Linked DNA regions of Hordeum vulgare: region 2 is linked to region 1. Evidence: chromatin contacts called from public Hi-C data. All regions are on one chromosome and are shown on one strand. Each heading gives the region's core, a stretch centred on a gene start, on an enhancer-like site or on the middle of the called end of the contact. The rest is flanking DNA. Distances are from core to core; before and after follow the strand shown.

Region 1 (7,178 bases), core at 2,409-4,908:
GGGCGGGCGCGGCCGGGGCCGGGGCGGGCGCGGCGGCGGCGGGGGGCTCCATGGCGGCGGCGGGGGCGAGGCGGGCGCGAGGAAGGCGACGGCTGGAGACGGGAGCGGGATGAAAATCCCTCCCGCGCTGGAGCTGAAGTGGAGTGCGGGTTGGGAGGAGAAACTCCTCCCAACCCTCACTTCTACAGGCTCAAAATTAGTTTGAGGGTCGGACCTCTAAAAATATTTACGGGTTTAAGGGTTTAAGGGTTCTAGTCTACGCCGTTTTTGGGACGAAAACTGTAAAAAAGCGGTTATTTTTAAGGGTTTGTGGGTTCGAGGGTTCTACTAGAGATGCTCTCACACCCCCACATACTCGGTCCGGTCCTTTACCCATGATTTCTCATTTCTCATCATGTTTCTGGTCGTCTGTATCTCAAATCCATCGCCCCGTCATCGATCCGCGAGATGTGGAACACCGACCGGCGCGACGACTATGACCCCGAGCGGAGGTCCTGCGTCAAAGCCGACGCGACGCGGAAGTGGTCACCCGTACGACACTCGAGAGAGCGCACGCGGGGCCGGAACGACGGACCGGTGGCGTCGTCGGCCGAGTGGACTTCCTCCTCCCCCCGCCCCCCGGTGGATGGAGACGCGATTTTAGCAGCGATGCTCACATGCAGTGCACGGGAGGAGGAAGAGGAGCGGTAACACTGCCGAAGGGAGGAGAAAATCAAGGCCGAAGTAGGGCCTTGCATCGGCCCTCGCATTCGACGAGAAGGAAGAGGAGTGGCGCCGCGAGGCTGCTAACCAGGAGAGGATTTTCATCAACCTCACCTCCGACTCCGACTCCGATTGAACGCGATCGCTGGGCGTCGGTAAGCTTGATAGTCAGCTACCGCATCATATGAGCTCAAGCGAGCTTGATTTTACCTATTTCTAGGGTAGGACAGCTCCAACGAGCTTGATTTTACCTAGTTCTAGGGTAGAACAACTTCAGCGAGCTTTTTATGTAAAATATGTATGATATGTATGAACGACCTGCCCCTATGTATGAACGATCTGCCCGCTTTTACGTTATAATTTGTCACGCGATTTTTTTCTTCAAATTTTACAATTTCGGTTATGGTTCCTGTTCGGTAATGGCTATTTTAAACCAGCACCGACGCTGTTGTGCAAACTTTAAACGCGTCGGCGGCGTCGCGGAATACGGGGTATGCTAGAGTTGTTCTAATCAAAGGCGGATGTTAAATGTGGTAACCTTTGGTGTAGGGCCAACTGTCCTTCATGAAATACCAACTGAGTCGCCGAAAGCAAACTGGAGAATATTGTTAATGGAGTTGCCTAGAGGAAACTAAAGTAATCTCGCCCATCACTTTGGGAACTGCTCATGCATGCTTGATGGAGACTCAAAAGGCCAAAAAGTACTCAAACTAGCAATTGCTCAACTGTTAATGTTAGGGAAAAACAGTACCCCTAGCTAAACATTCTTAGCTTTATTTTGTTATAAAAAAAAGACATCATCATGGTTCAATCAACTTCAACAGAGTCGACGCCCTGAACATACGTACCACACGATTTGACCTCAGATGTCACAGCTAGCGTGTAGTGGTACGTCAGTTGCCTACCGAAATAGCCAAGCCATCCATCCATCCATCCATCCATCCATCCCCGAGAGAAACAAGATACGCAGTAGGAACGAGATGATGCAGGTGGCGGTATTGGAGTTCATCAAGCTCGTCACCTGCAGCCTGCATTGTCCTGTACATCAATTAAGTTGTCCATCAAGGTAGGACACCCATCACGCAGCTGCACGCCCTGTTTCCTTGCGGCCTCGTACCGGCTCGAGAGGGACTGCCACTAACCACGGACGGGCGTGCGTGCACGCGCGGCGTCTTCAATTCCCGGACGACACCAACTCCTGGCGGTCACAGCCGCGCGCGCACGGCTGGACGACACAGGCCGCTCGCGCGCCGTGCGCCGGGTCGCCGTGAGCAGTGGTCTGATGGCGCCGGCCGCGCCGCTGTCCGCGGTCGACGGCGACCGCTGCGCCGGGACACGGCGGCAGCGGCGCTTTCCGCCGGGGCCGCGTGCGCCCTCTCGACGGCGACGTGGATTGCTCCGTCCCAACCATACGTGACGGCGATGTCCAGAGGGACGCATGCATGAATCTCCTCTGTTTCTCTGCACACACACACATCAGTTGTGCACTCGCGCGTGGTCGCATGGCCACACGATCTAGGGCAATCCTTCATCGGGACTTTAGGGATTCCGAAACTTTCTGGCTTTCAGTTTGTTGTCGGGGAATTAACCAGGCTAAACGCGGATATTTGGCAGCAATACAAACTGTCAAGGACCAATGAATCGACAACCCCAAGGAAAACAATAACACCTGAATGATTAACCACTAAGTGAATGAATCCGCATGGCATGATTACCTTTGATGCAACCACCATTTATTTCCGGAGAAACATGAGATACTGTACTAGCATAGTGTGGGATATAATAGTAGGACCTAATTATGGCCTGTGATGGTGAAAAGTTTCAAATGCCCTAAAGGTGAAAGGAAAAGAACCATTGTGGTGCTTAAATATTTGCTATTGTCATCTTGCGTGTAATCTATTGCCCCCCACACTTAGCCCATGCGTGTTTGTCTCTTGTGACCGAATTCAAGAACACCTCTTTCCACTCCCACTCACAAAAGAAGCAAGGGTCCTCCCCGGGAAAGAGAAGAAAAGCAAGGGCAGGTGACACGATTACTACAATTCAAGAACGGTTCCATACGGATATACTAATAATTAGCAAAGAAGCTGCATTACTTTATAATTTCTTTAGGGCCGCCAGTTAATCATGCACATCAATCATATTAGTGGGCCGGACTTCCTTTTAGAACTCTAGTAGTACGTGCATGCATAGTCTATGGAGCACTGGCCTATCTTGAATTCGCCTATCTTCGCATCACTTGTTTATTTTGTATTAGTAGCAAAGAAGATTGGACGTACCCGCGATGGAAAATTGGGCGTACGGCGCCGAGCTCTTGACTAGACATGGGCAATTTGATCTAGATGTTCTCAAAGGGAATTGTTTAATTGTTCAGTGGACTTAGATTCAAGGGACATATTTATCGATTGCATGTTAACTGAGGGGAATACAAGTTGCTGTTTTGAAGAAGAAGAAAAAGAGAGGAGGTGACACGATTGTGAAGCGAAATGGCCTTTTGCTACGTTCGGGAGTAGTAGTAGTACTAGGCTCGTTGTGTAGTCGCATCTGATGGATGAAGGTTGGACAGAGGCGACCCCACACTCCGTCGCTCATCATGTCAGCTAGGCAGAGCACCACCTGAATCCGAGAATTTTATGATGCCGCTGCTGCTGCGTGTACGTCGTCCACTTCCCGTAGCATCAACTCTAGTAACACGAGACGTGACCCCGCCGCTCGAGAAACCTACGATCTTCCGTACTAGTTGCCCGTAAAACCAAACAGATGCTGAGCAAAAGTTGAGAACCACTAATATCCCGTGAGAAGTCAGCTGCACAAGATACCGGCAGCACTGCATGCATGCATGCATGCCGCCGGGATCCCGGTTTCACCGATATTATCACAGGGGCAGCCCCACTGGGACGGAACGGGGGCGCGCACGGGCGTAGCATTAAACCCCGTTGGCCACTAGCGCCCCCCGAAATCCCGTCGAGCTAGTAGTATCTCTGATGGTGACCGCCACCCCTGCTGCACGTGAACCGCTCTCACGTCGGTCAAGCGGCAGTGGCGGCACAAGCGCAACAGCGGCGTACGTGCGCGCGGTGCGGCGTAGCGCACGTCGGGCGTGGCGAAGGCGCGCGCGGCACGGCGGGGGATCCGGTGCTCGGCATGGCAGCAGTCAAATCCGGGCATGTGGGCGGTGGGTGGCTGCATCTGCGTGGGGTTGCGGTGACCCGCACGTCTCGCCCGCACGGTTGGGTTTCGATGGCGACGTCGCACCCTTCCTCTGTTGACGTGCATCGCTTGTTTGGGGGCAATATTGTTGATTGGGGTTGATGGTCACACCATTCACGCGAAAATTCGCGAGGCACGCACTGCGGAAACGTCTGCTGCCGTCCGTCTGTGCCTGCTCCGTACCTTTATTTGGGCAGAAAATGGCTGGAAAATGGATGGAAATTGTTAACCCTTAAAACAGTATAGATGTTTATTTTGGTATAAATTCGTCTGTCTATATGTCCGGATCCTACATCCCCGTTTTGTTACAAACCCTGTTTCACGAGTTCCGACCACTCTTAATCTTCTTCTTTCTTTATGTTATTTCAGCTTTGTTTTCTCATCTTCTTTTATCTTCCTTTCTCTTCTGTTCATTTTTTCCCGTTTACTTGATCTTCATTCATTCCTTCGCGCTCCCCTATGTGTTGTTTGTTTGATGGATTGCTCTTTCTAACATGTTATGTTCTCTTGCCTCGTATATGTATCATTCTCTTCTTCGACACTTGCTTCCTTCTATTGTTAAATATTGGTTTGTGAAAACATTTTGATACAATAGTTATGATTTTTTTCCTTAGCAGATATGATTTCGATTATTTTGTTCAAAGTGCACTGCCTTTTCTATTATCTGATTTCATTTTGATTGCTAACATCTTTTTCTGTTGTACGATAGGGATATCTTTCGTCATGAAACTTCGTCTTTGCATTAAGTTTTTTTCCCTTGGAACTTGTGCCTATTGTTGAATAAATAGATATGTTTTGATTAAACTAATTTAGGAAATAATCATGATCATGACATTGACAATATTACTGACATACATACTTCATTAGTATGTACTACGCATATAATAAAGACATCTACGCATATATCTAGTACTGTTAAAATAAAAATTAATAAAAACGGGATAACATGTTATACCCTTCAATAGGCTAGTTTGCCGTAGCCGCGACAGTGGCGGTTGCAACATCCCCGGCCGCCTTCTTATCGACTTAGAGTTTCTCGACGATGATGGCGTCGTTGGGGAAGACATGTGATGACGAAGACGACGCAAACATAGAGAAAGCACATGAACGGGGGTGAGAGGAGTCGCGTAGTCGCTCCCCAAAAACCTAATCGTCCCTCTCGCGTATAGGATCTAGAGAAGCGCGGTTTTAGAGGCTTGCTCTCCTGTCAACCGTGTACAGGGGTGAACGGAGTGGAGTTGCCGACGACAGTAGCAGCAAGAGGAACGAGTTCGCGTGAAGCAGATGTGATTTGTTCGTGGCGGCTAGGGTTGGCTGAGACCTCACGTATTTATATGCGTGTCCGGGTGGAGAAACTTGGGACGGACCCACACCCGAGTAGGCAACAACCCACGATTCGACGTCTCAGATCATGGCGCGTCCGTTACGGACTCTCCGTTCCTGGTGAGCAAAAATAAGCGTGTAGGTATGTCCTCGGCTTGGTTCAATCCCGCGGCGCGTCGTGACGAGGCGGGCGACGAAGGAGTAGTGCGTGGGGGTCCCTTCTCTTCTCAAGCTCCAATAACATGTTGAATAGAAACCATTATAAGGGGTCTAACTCTTTCTCCACTAGCGGGGTGGGACTAAAGTTTCCATCACTCTGCCATATAACCCACATGGACCCTTGTAGATTTTCCGAAATTATTATATGGGCCCTAGGCCCATCTCATATTTCAACAATCCCCCATCAGATCTCAAGGCCCCATTATGTCCTTTGTTCCAGTCACTGTTTTGATATACCAGCATTTCAGTGAAGACTTGTTAAGGTTGAGCTTCACCTAGAGCATGCTACACTCCTTCACAACTGAACAACGGACAATGCCTTGAATTGTCTGTTTGGCATAAAGAAGTTTCACCACATGTCTTACTAGTACTAGGTTGTCGAAGGCTCACCCTCGGGTGGAGCATATTGATCACACTCTTGGCCTATTCATGAGATTACTAGAGATCACCCCCAATCTTATAGACTGTGACCAACAGTCAGGCTCATATAGATGTGTTCCTCCAAAGACCACTCTATAGGACATCATCTTCCTTACATATAAGCTTTAGAACACATTAAGGGAGTAGTCATCCTATCATACAATATCCGAGAGTATTGCATCTCCAACGGAGTGGGTTAGTAGAAATACTCTCATCAGCTCATCACTCGCTTGTTTTCATGGGTCCTACTTCACGGGATCTCCGATCACATAGGTTGGGTTACCACCATGGCAACTCATGTGGGTCTCATACCCATCTCCCTTGATGCATTATCTATCACAACATGTGACAGCCCTTAGGGAAAGGGATCAGCCATATTCTTAGCCGTTTGGATATAATCCAACACTATCACTCCAAAGTTTCTTAAATGTGTCGCAACTTTCAATCTTATTCTTTTATGTTTGTTGGACTTCATGTTGTCCTTTGAACTCTTTACTTTGACAATAACTGTTTGATTCTCGTAGTTCATAAGGATAGCCGAAACCGACTTCTCAACCACTCGCAAGTCCATTAAAAGTTCTTGAAGAAATTCTGGTTCGACACCAGATGTGTCTAATGTTGTTAATTCTGCTTCCATTGTTGATCTCGTTAAGATCGTTTGATTGCAATACTTCCAAGAAACATCACCACCTCCAGGGGTAAACACATACCTAGTAGTGGCCTTTATCTCATCAGCATCAGAGATCCAATCCACATCACTATACCCTTAAAGTACCGATGGATATACGGTCTAGTGAAGTCGATGGTTCATAGTACCTTTCAAATAGCGCATAATTCTTTCAACACCCTGCCAATGTACATCACGTGGATTAGCAACCAACCGACTCAGTTTGCTCATAGCAAACACGATGTCACGCCTCACTGCACTCGCTAGATACATAAGTGAACCAATAATTTGAGAGTATCTCAATTGATTTTTAGTCGTGCCTTTTAACTTTTGAATCAACACTCTAGGATCATATGGCATTTGAGAAATTTTGCAGCCCGAATATTCAAAATGACTCAAATCTTCTCAACATAATGGGATTGCAGAAGTGTATTCCCACCATCATCATATCTCAATAGCTTGATGTTCAAGATAACATCATCCACCCCAAGGTCCTTCATCACAAAATTCTGAGACAAGAAATGACTTAACCTCCTCAATCACTTTGAGGTTGGTTTCAAATATCAGTATGCCATCAACATACAAGCACAAGATAACTCCTTCGCCCCTACCATGGCGATAGTATGCACATTTGTCA
Region 2 (7,178 bases), core at 2,529-5,028, 490 kb after region 1:
GGGGCTGCGCCCCCTTGAGGGTTTCCCTCTCCTGGGAGGGGCGGCAGCCCCAGATGGGGGGGAAGGTGCGGTGGCGAGGAGGGGAGGAGGGGTGGCGCACCCTTCTGGTGGGCCTTTGGCCCACCTGCGCTAGGGTTCCCCCTCCCCCTCTCCCCTCTTCTTGCGTCATGGGCTAAGTCTGGGGGGCGCACCAGCCCACCTAGGGGCTGGGTCCCTCCCGCACTTGGCCCATCTCGCCTCCCGGGGTGGTGGCCCCCTTCCGGTGGACCCACAGGGCCACTTCCTGGTGGTCCCGGTACGTTACCGGCGAAGCCTGAAACACTTCCGGTGTCCAAAACCATCCGTCCTATATATCAATCTTTACCTCCGGACCATTCCGGAGCTCCTCGTGACATCCGGGATCTCATCCGGGACTCCGAGCAACTTTCGATAACCTCGTATAACAATTCCCTATAACCCTAGCGTCATCGAACCTTAAGTGTGTAGACCCTACGGGTTCGGGAGACAGGCAGACATGACCGAGACACCTCTCCGGCCAATAACCATCAGCGGGGTCTGGATACCCATGGTGGCTCGCACTTGCTCCATCATGATCTCATTGGATGAACCACGATGTCAAGGATTCAATCAATCCCATATACAATTCCCTTTGTCTGTCGGTATAGAACTTGCCCGAGATTCGATCGTCGGTATACCTATACCTTGTTCAATCTCATTACCGGTAAGTCTCTTTACTCGTTCCGTAGCACGTCATCGTGTGACTAACTCCTTAGTCACATTGAGCTCATGATGATGTTCTACCGAGTGGGCCCAGAGATACCTCTCCGTCACGCGGAGTGACAAATCCCGATCTCGATTCATACCAACCCAACATACACTTTCAGAGGTACCCGTAGTGCACCTTTATAGTCACCCAGTTACGTTGTGACGTTTTATACACCCAAAGCACTCCCACGGTATCCGGGAGTTGCACAATCTCATAGTTGAAGGAAAAGACACTTGACATTAGAAAAGCTTTAGCATACGAACAATACGATCTAGTGCTATGCTTAGGATTGGGTTTTGTCCATCACATCATTCTCCCAATGATGTGATCCCGGTATCAATGACATCTAATGCCCATGACCAGGAAACCATGATCATCTATTGACTAACGAGCTAGCCAACTAGAGGCTTGCTAGGGACACATTGTGATCTATTTATTCAGACATGTATTAATGTTTCCTGTTAATACAATTATAGCATGAACAATAGACGATTATCATGAACAAGGAAATATGATAATAACCATTTTATTATTACCTCTAGGGCATATTTCCAACATGTTAGGCCACTGCTGTCTTCAACATCTCAATGGCGTTCTGAGCTTCAATTTCCACCGGGGTGTTTCCGTGTATAGGGAGCGCCTCGAGGTTACGTGTTGCAACCAACATATTGTCAATAGGATTAGAAAAACGACCCTGTGGTGTGTGAAACCGTTGTGGTGACGCCTCAGCCGGCTGAGCCTGAGCCGCTCGTGGCAGTGCTGGTTGTCCGTGACCAGGTGGTGGGTTGTGTGCAGCACCCGGGGTGCGGGGACTAGCAATAGGTGCGTCGGTTTTACGTATGGTGGTAACTGAGATTGATGCCTCCTTAGGTGAACTGCCTCGTTGGCCTCTTGTCAAAGTCCAAGCCGCCACGCCTCTGCTCGTAAACGTTCTGACTCGTCATAGATTCGACTCTCCGTATCTACCATCCAAACATTTTCAGCGTCGATCTCTTTCTGGATCTTGACCATCTTTGTGCGATGTCTTGCTAGTTCCGCATTACGCTCTTCCCGGTTCTCCTCGGTGATTGTATCCTCCAAGAGTTTAGTCATCTCGGTCACCAGGTCGCTCATGGCTTGAGCCGGCGTTTTGCTCGATCCGCCAGCCCCATTGAGGGCTCCTACCGCGGATGGACCTAGTGCAGGCGCGCCTCCAGCCATGTAAATAATGACTTGTCGAGGCGGATCGTCTGGCTCCCCGACAACTTCTTCCTCCGGAGCTCCTCCAAGTTCATGACCGAGGGGAAAGATGGATCCAGTGTCTCCTATGAAAGACTCGTCAGTTTGATTGTAGTTGTCGAGGATGCTCTCACTGCTCGCCGGTTCATCCGCAAGGCTGAGCCCGTGGGTGAATCCGATGAAGACGTGATGACGACCAGCTTGAAATCGATCGCACCAAGTTGGATCGTTGATGGTGGTGTGGATGTCCGACCCGAGCACCGTTGCGTAGATCTGATCAAAGGGGATCTGTGGATTAGTTTCTGCTAAGCCGACCTTAATGCCCCAACCTGCATTGTCGATGTAGCGATCGTTGCGGCGACTCTTGATCATCATAGCCAACACGCGACTCCCAAATCCCGGAAGAGCTCCCTCCGAGAACTCAACTCCACTTTGTGACAGCCCCATGGGGACGAGAGGCGGATTTACCCAGGTGGACTCCCAATTGTCGTGATTTTGTCACGGCAGATGTCCTCGTGAATGAACTTAGTGGTGAGGCCATCGTCGCGGTGTGGCGACTCGAAGGGGTTGATTGGGGACGAGAGGCGGATTTACCCAGGTTCGGCCCCTCCAATGAATGTAAAAGCCTACGTCCTGCTTTGTGTTGTATTGATGGGAATATCGATTACAAGGATGCAGAATCGCTAACCTAGCTCTAGGGCTTTCTTACTTGATCTTTCTGACTTGTGGTTTCTCCTTTATATATAGGTAGAAGCCCCAAGTTTACAACAAAGTTTGGGTCAAATAACACCTGCGTCCTACTACAAATCTACCTTATCTTTCTTTCCATGTGAGAAAAACTTCTCGCGTCTCTTGCCCTCTACGTCTTTGAGCCGCCGCCTTCTGGTGATGTGCCGCTTAGTGGCTTGTCGACTAAGTCATCTGGCCCATCTTCTCATGTCGTCCATGCGGCTTGACCCAGCCCCATAAAACTGGCTAAATCCTGGGGTTATATTCCCGAGAAGGAGGATATGAGGACTCGCCGATGCACCCGATCAATCCACCACGCAGGACGCAGTCGCATTTCGGATCATCTTTTTCTTTTCTTTATTCACTCTTTTCTTTCTTTCGTTTTTCTTTTCATCAATCACGTGCAAGTGATCGGACATATCAGAAAAAAAGAGGAATGTGGCTACGCGGACGGAAAATAAAGAATACGTCCGTCATTGACCGGACGCGTGTGCGGGCGTTTAGGAAATCATTTTTTAACATAGTACAAACGCAAGTACTCATATACACACGCATACATTCATCCCTATGAACGCACACGCACCCTACCCCTATGAGCACCTCCGAGAGACTAAGCCGGCATATCATCTTGAGATTTACGAAGTCACCGTAGGCGTCTCGTCGTGGCATATCATCTTGAGATTTACAAAGTCACCGTAGGCGCCTCGTCGTCGACGGGAACGTCTGCTTCCACTGAAAGCGTATCGCCGAAAATCCTGATGCAAGCAGGAGGATTCGAACCCTGATGGGCTGGGGATATCACTGTCCCTCTAACCATCCAACCACAAGGTTGTTTGCAAGAGATCATATTGCACTGTAGTGTGTAGTGTCCGGGTGTGTAGTGTGTAGTGTCCGGGTGTAGAAGCTCTAAGGCCGATGCTGCTAGGAGGAGCTTGTGGGACTACCGCACGTGGGACTTTGATAGTGAACGGGACGGACAGTTACGTTCGTGTGCAAGTAACGGGATGCAACCGTGGGCCTCCCCCGTTGCACTTTGAATGCTGTGATGGCGAGGTTGGATACCGTGGGCTGCTTCACTCGTCGCGTATCCGTGTGTCCGCTGAGCCGTCTGCCCCGTTACGGCTTGCCAGGGACCGTCTTGGACCGCATCTGATCTTATCGCCTGATCTTATCGATAGCTCCCGCTATCTCCGGACACAACAACGACGTGCATGTGTGAGTTGAGGGAGGTGCTAATGTGCTATGTACCGCTTCCTGCGACCAGGACGCTCGCGTCGCGTGCTTCACTAGGCGAACGTCCCAGCGCGTGGGGTGGGCTAGCCTAGTAGCACATCGGATCTCTAGCAAAAAAAAGTAGACTAAGCACGGAAATGTAGCCTACTGTACGTAGTACGATTTGTGATTTTATTTTCCCCTTTCATTTGTTTTTCTTTGTCTCAATCAGGTATAGTTTCTCTTCTAGTTTTCATTTGCCTTTTTTTACTTTTTCCTCTTTTATAGTTTTTGGTACTATGAAAAAAAAATCTAATATGTCGTGAACAATTTTCAAAATGCACACAAAATATTTTCTAATATACGGTGAAGTTGTTTCAAACACACATTGAACAGTATTTTAATATAGGGTGATCATATTTAATATACGGTGAACATTTTTTCCATATACGCACTGAATACAATTTAAGTATACAATGATCATTATTTATATACGGTGAATGTTTCTTCAATTTATGGTGAATAGTATTTTAACATATAGTGAACTTTTTTCTAATACACTCTGAGCTTTTTTTAAAATGCACGTTCAACATTTTTTTTGGAAAAATATATGAAAGAGAAGAATAGAAAATTAGAAAAAACCAAAGAACCGGGCTAAGAAACACAGAAAATAAATGTTTGCGAATTCGAACAATGTTAATGAATTCAAATAGATGTTCAAAAAATTGCAATTAAAACAGAAAAGACGAAATAGGAAATAAAATAAAATCAAAAAGAGAAAAAGTAAAATAAGAAACGACCATAAAGAAACAAGGAAACGAAGAAAATGTAAAAAAAATAACTATCACCATCTGGAAGCTACACAAAGCATGGAAATTACCAAAACCGATGGAAAATCATTCGTCTATATGCTTACGTGGGCATCACCCACGTCCACTTACGGGGGCTATCGCAGGATATGTGTCGCGTCCGGCGTTGCATATCAATTAGGTATATGTCCCATACATTTATTTGGGCACTGGTATATAACGCTTTTTGTGAGTAATAAGACACGTCGCCCGTGATTCGGGAGCTATTTTCTTCTCATAAACACTGTTTATAGATAATGATGATATCCTGTGAAGTGACGCATTACACACATGCTATGGTTACAAATGACGTGATTAAAGGACATGTCGGTTAATATGAAGAGACAGGGAACTGGGGCGTCTCTTTGGTGAGGAAACAGTACATGCACATCGGTCTGAAAAAGCAGGGATTTCCTTTAATTAAATTAATTAATTAAGTCCTAAAACTCCACCTCCCTAATATCCGCTTCAATTATTCTATACAACATTGTCATCTTGAGAAGCCTCCTCCAAAAACCATGTACGAAAAATATGCTCAGATGTATGCAACGTGCCACAAAAAATCTTTTCAAAAACATAGTGGGAAGATAAGGAAAAAATACCATATCCTAATGCTTGCATTACTATTGCATCATAAAAAACCTTCCACGAGAAACCATTCGGGAAAAAATCATAATGGAAAAGATTGCAATATCAAAGATTAGAGGAACACAAACAAATTATCACTCGGGGATGCACTTCGCCTTAACTTTGCAAGTCTCGAAGTTGTTTCATACCAATTCCATTGATATACGTCTCAAATAAAGAACTTGGTAATGATTTTATAAACAAATCAGCAAGATTATCACATGACTTCATTTGCAAAATATTCATCTCAACGGTTTAACTTAACTCATGGGGATAAAATAATTAGGAGGAATATGCATTGTAATATTAGTCTATATATATATCAGATTTGCATCCGTATAATACATGTAACATCATCTTCGTAGATAAAGGTGGGTGATTCGAAGAAACCAATCCCACTTGAACTTTTAGTAAAGTTTATCATTGTGCGAAACCATACACAATCGCATGACGCTTCAAACATAATTCAGGATGATTCGTGGACTTAGACACAAGAGTTTGTTTGGTCGATTTCCAAGAGAAGTACATGCCTCCACTCAAGAAAACAAAACTAGTATGTGATCTAGCATTATGGGAATCAGATAGGTTTCTAACATCATAATATCCCACCATGCATGGTATTATCTTGATTTTTCTCATAGAACAAACCAAGACCTTTGGTGCTTTAAAGATATTTGAAAATATTCCTCATTGAATGTCTCTTTGTTGGTGATGCACTGAACTAGCAAATAAATTTACTACAAATGATATATCAAGCCTACTATAGTTTTCTAGATACATTAGTGCTCCAATGAAACCGAGGTAAGGAAACTAAGGTCCTAATACCTCTTCTTCCTCACCCTTAAGTACAAATGGGAGTTTATCTTTGTAGGAGATCTAACAATCATTGGTGTTCTCGATTGATATGCTTTATCCATACTATTTTTTCAAGAATCTTTTCAATATAAGCATATTGATGAACAAGTATTCTCGAAGGAAGAGTTTCAAGTTGTAAGACAAATATATAGTCTTACCTACACCTTTCATCTCAAACTCCATGTTAAGATGATTACTTACCTCATGTATTTACTGTGTAGTCCCAATAATTTTAAATCATCCACATACACAAAAAGAATGCAAAATCCATTTGTGATTTTTTTTGTGAACACACATGGGCAATTGTCAATATTTCACTAACCCTTTAGAATAAGGAATTCACTGAGTCAGTTGTACTACATTCTTCCTGACTTCTTCAAGACATGCAATGACTTCTGAAGTTTTAACAATACATCTTTAGATTAGCCTTTGGATACAGAAGCTTCATTTCTTCAAGGAATTTCATACAAATATCTGAATCCAATGCCTATACAAATATGCAATCACAACATCCATCAGTTGAATATATAGACAAAACTCATTTTCATTACGCATTCCTACATGTCCTAACCTTCTATGACATAACCAACCTTTAGAGGATTTAGCAATAAGACATGTACGAGGTTTGGATATTTTAGAGAAATTGACAATGTATAGATCACCTCTACGAAAACCTGTAAAGACAATTTTATGGTTGCCTCTACGAAACACTCGACAATCAACTTTTGAAAACAGCACATCGAAACCAAAGTCTGCTAGTCTAGATATGAAAAGAAGATTGTAGCCAATGGATTCAACAAGCATGACATTTTGAATTGAACTGTCATGAGATACGACCACCTTACCAAGACCAAGTACCTTACCTTTGGAGTTATCTCCAAAAGTCACATACTTCCGAGGTCTACGGTTTGGTGTAATCTTAT

What was found. A called contact is a pair of places that touch in the nucleus more often than the background predicts.
Region 2: a contact with region 1 is called in a Hi-C map of seedling, with 6 times the contacts expected there. The contact joins two enhancer-like sites. A contact is called at or near these places in 2 of 6 Hi-C or Micro-C datasets (leaf and seedling).

The regions. Positions count from the first base shown.
Region 1 is chr3H:464,416,678-464,423,855 of MorexV3_pseudomolecules_assembly, forward strand. No RefSeq gene overlaps it. Among protein-coding and RNA genes, the nearest start is that of LOC123440176, 170 kb to the left of the region's middle. Within about 2 kb of position 3,659, at least 3 of the 3 cell types and tissues checked have open chromatin away from gene starts, as enhancers often do. A contact at or near this core is called in leaf and seedling, where this site is marked.
Region 2 is chr3H:464,904,298-464,911,475 of MorexV3_pseudomolecules_assembly, forward strand. No RefSeq gene overlaps it. Among protein-coding and RNA genes, the nearest start is that of LOC123440178, 22 kb to the right of the region's middle. Within about 2 kb of position 3,779, at least 3 of the 3 cell types and tissues checked have open chromatin away from gene starts, as enhancers often do. A contact at or near this core is called in leaf and seedling, where this site is marked.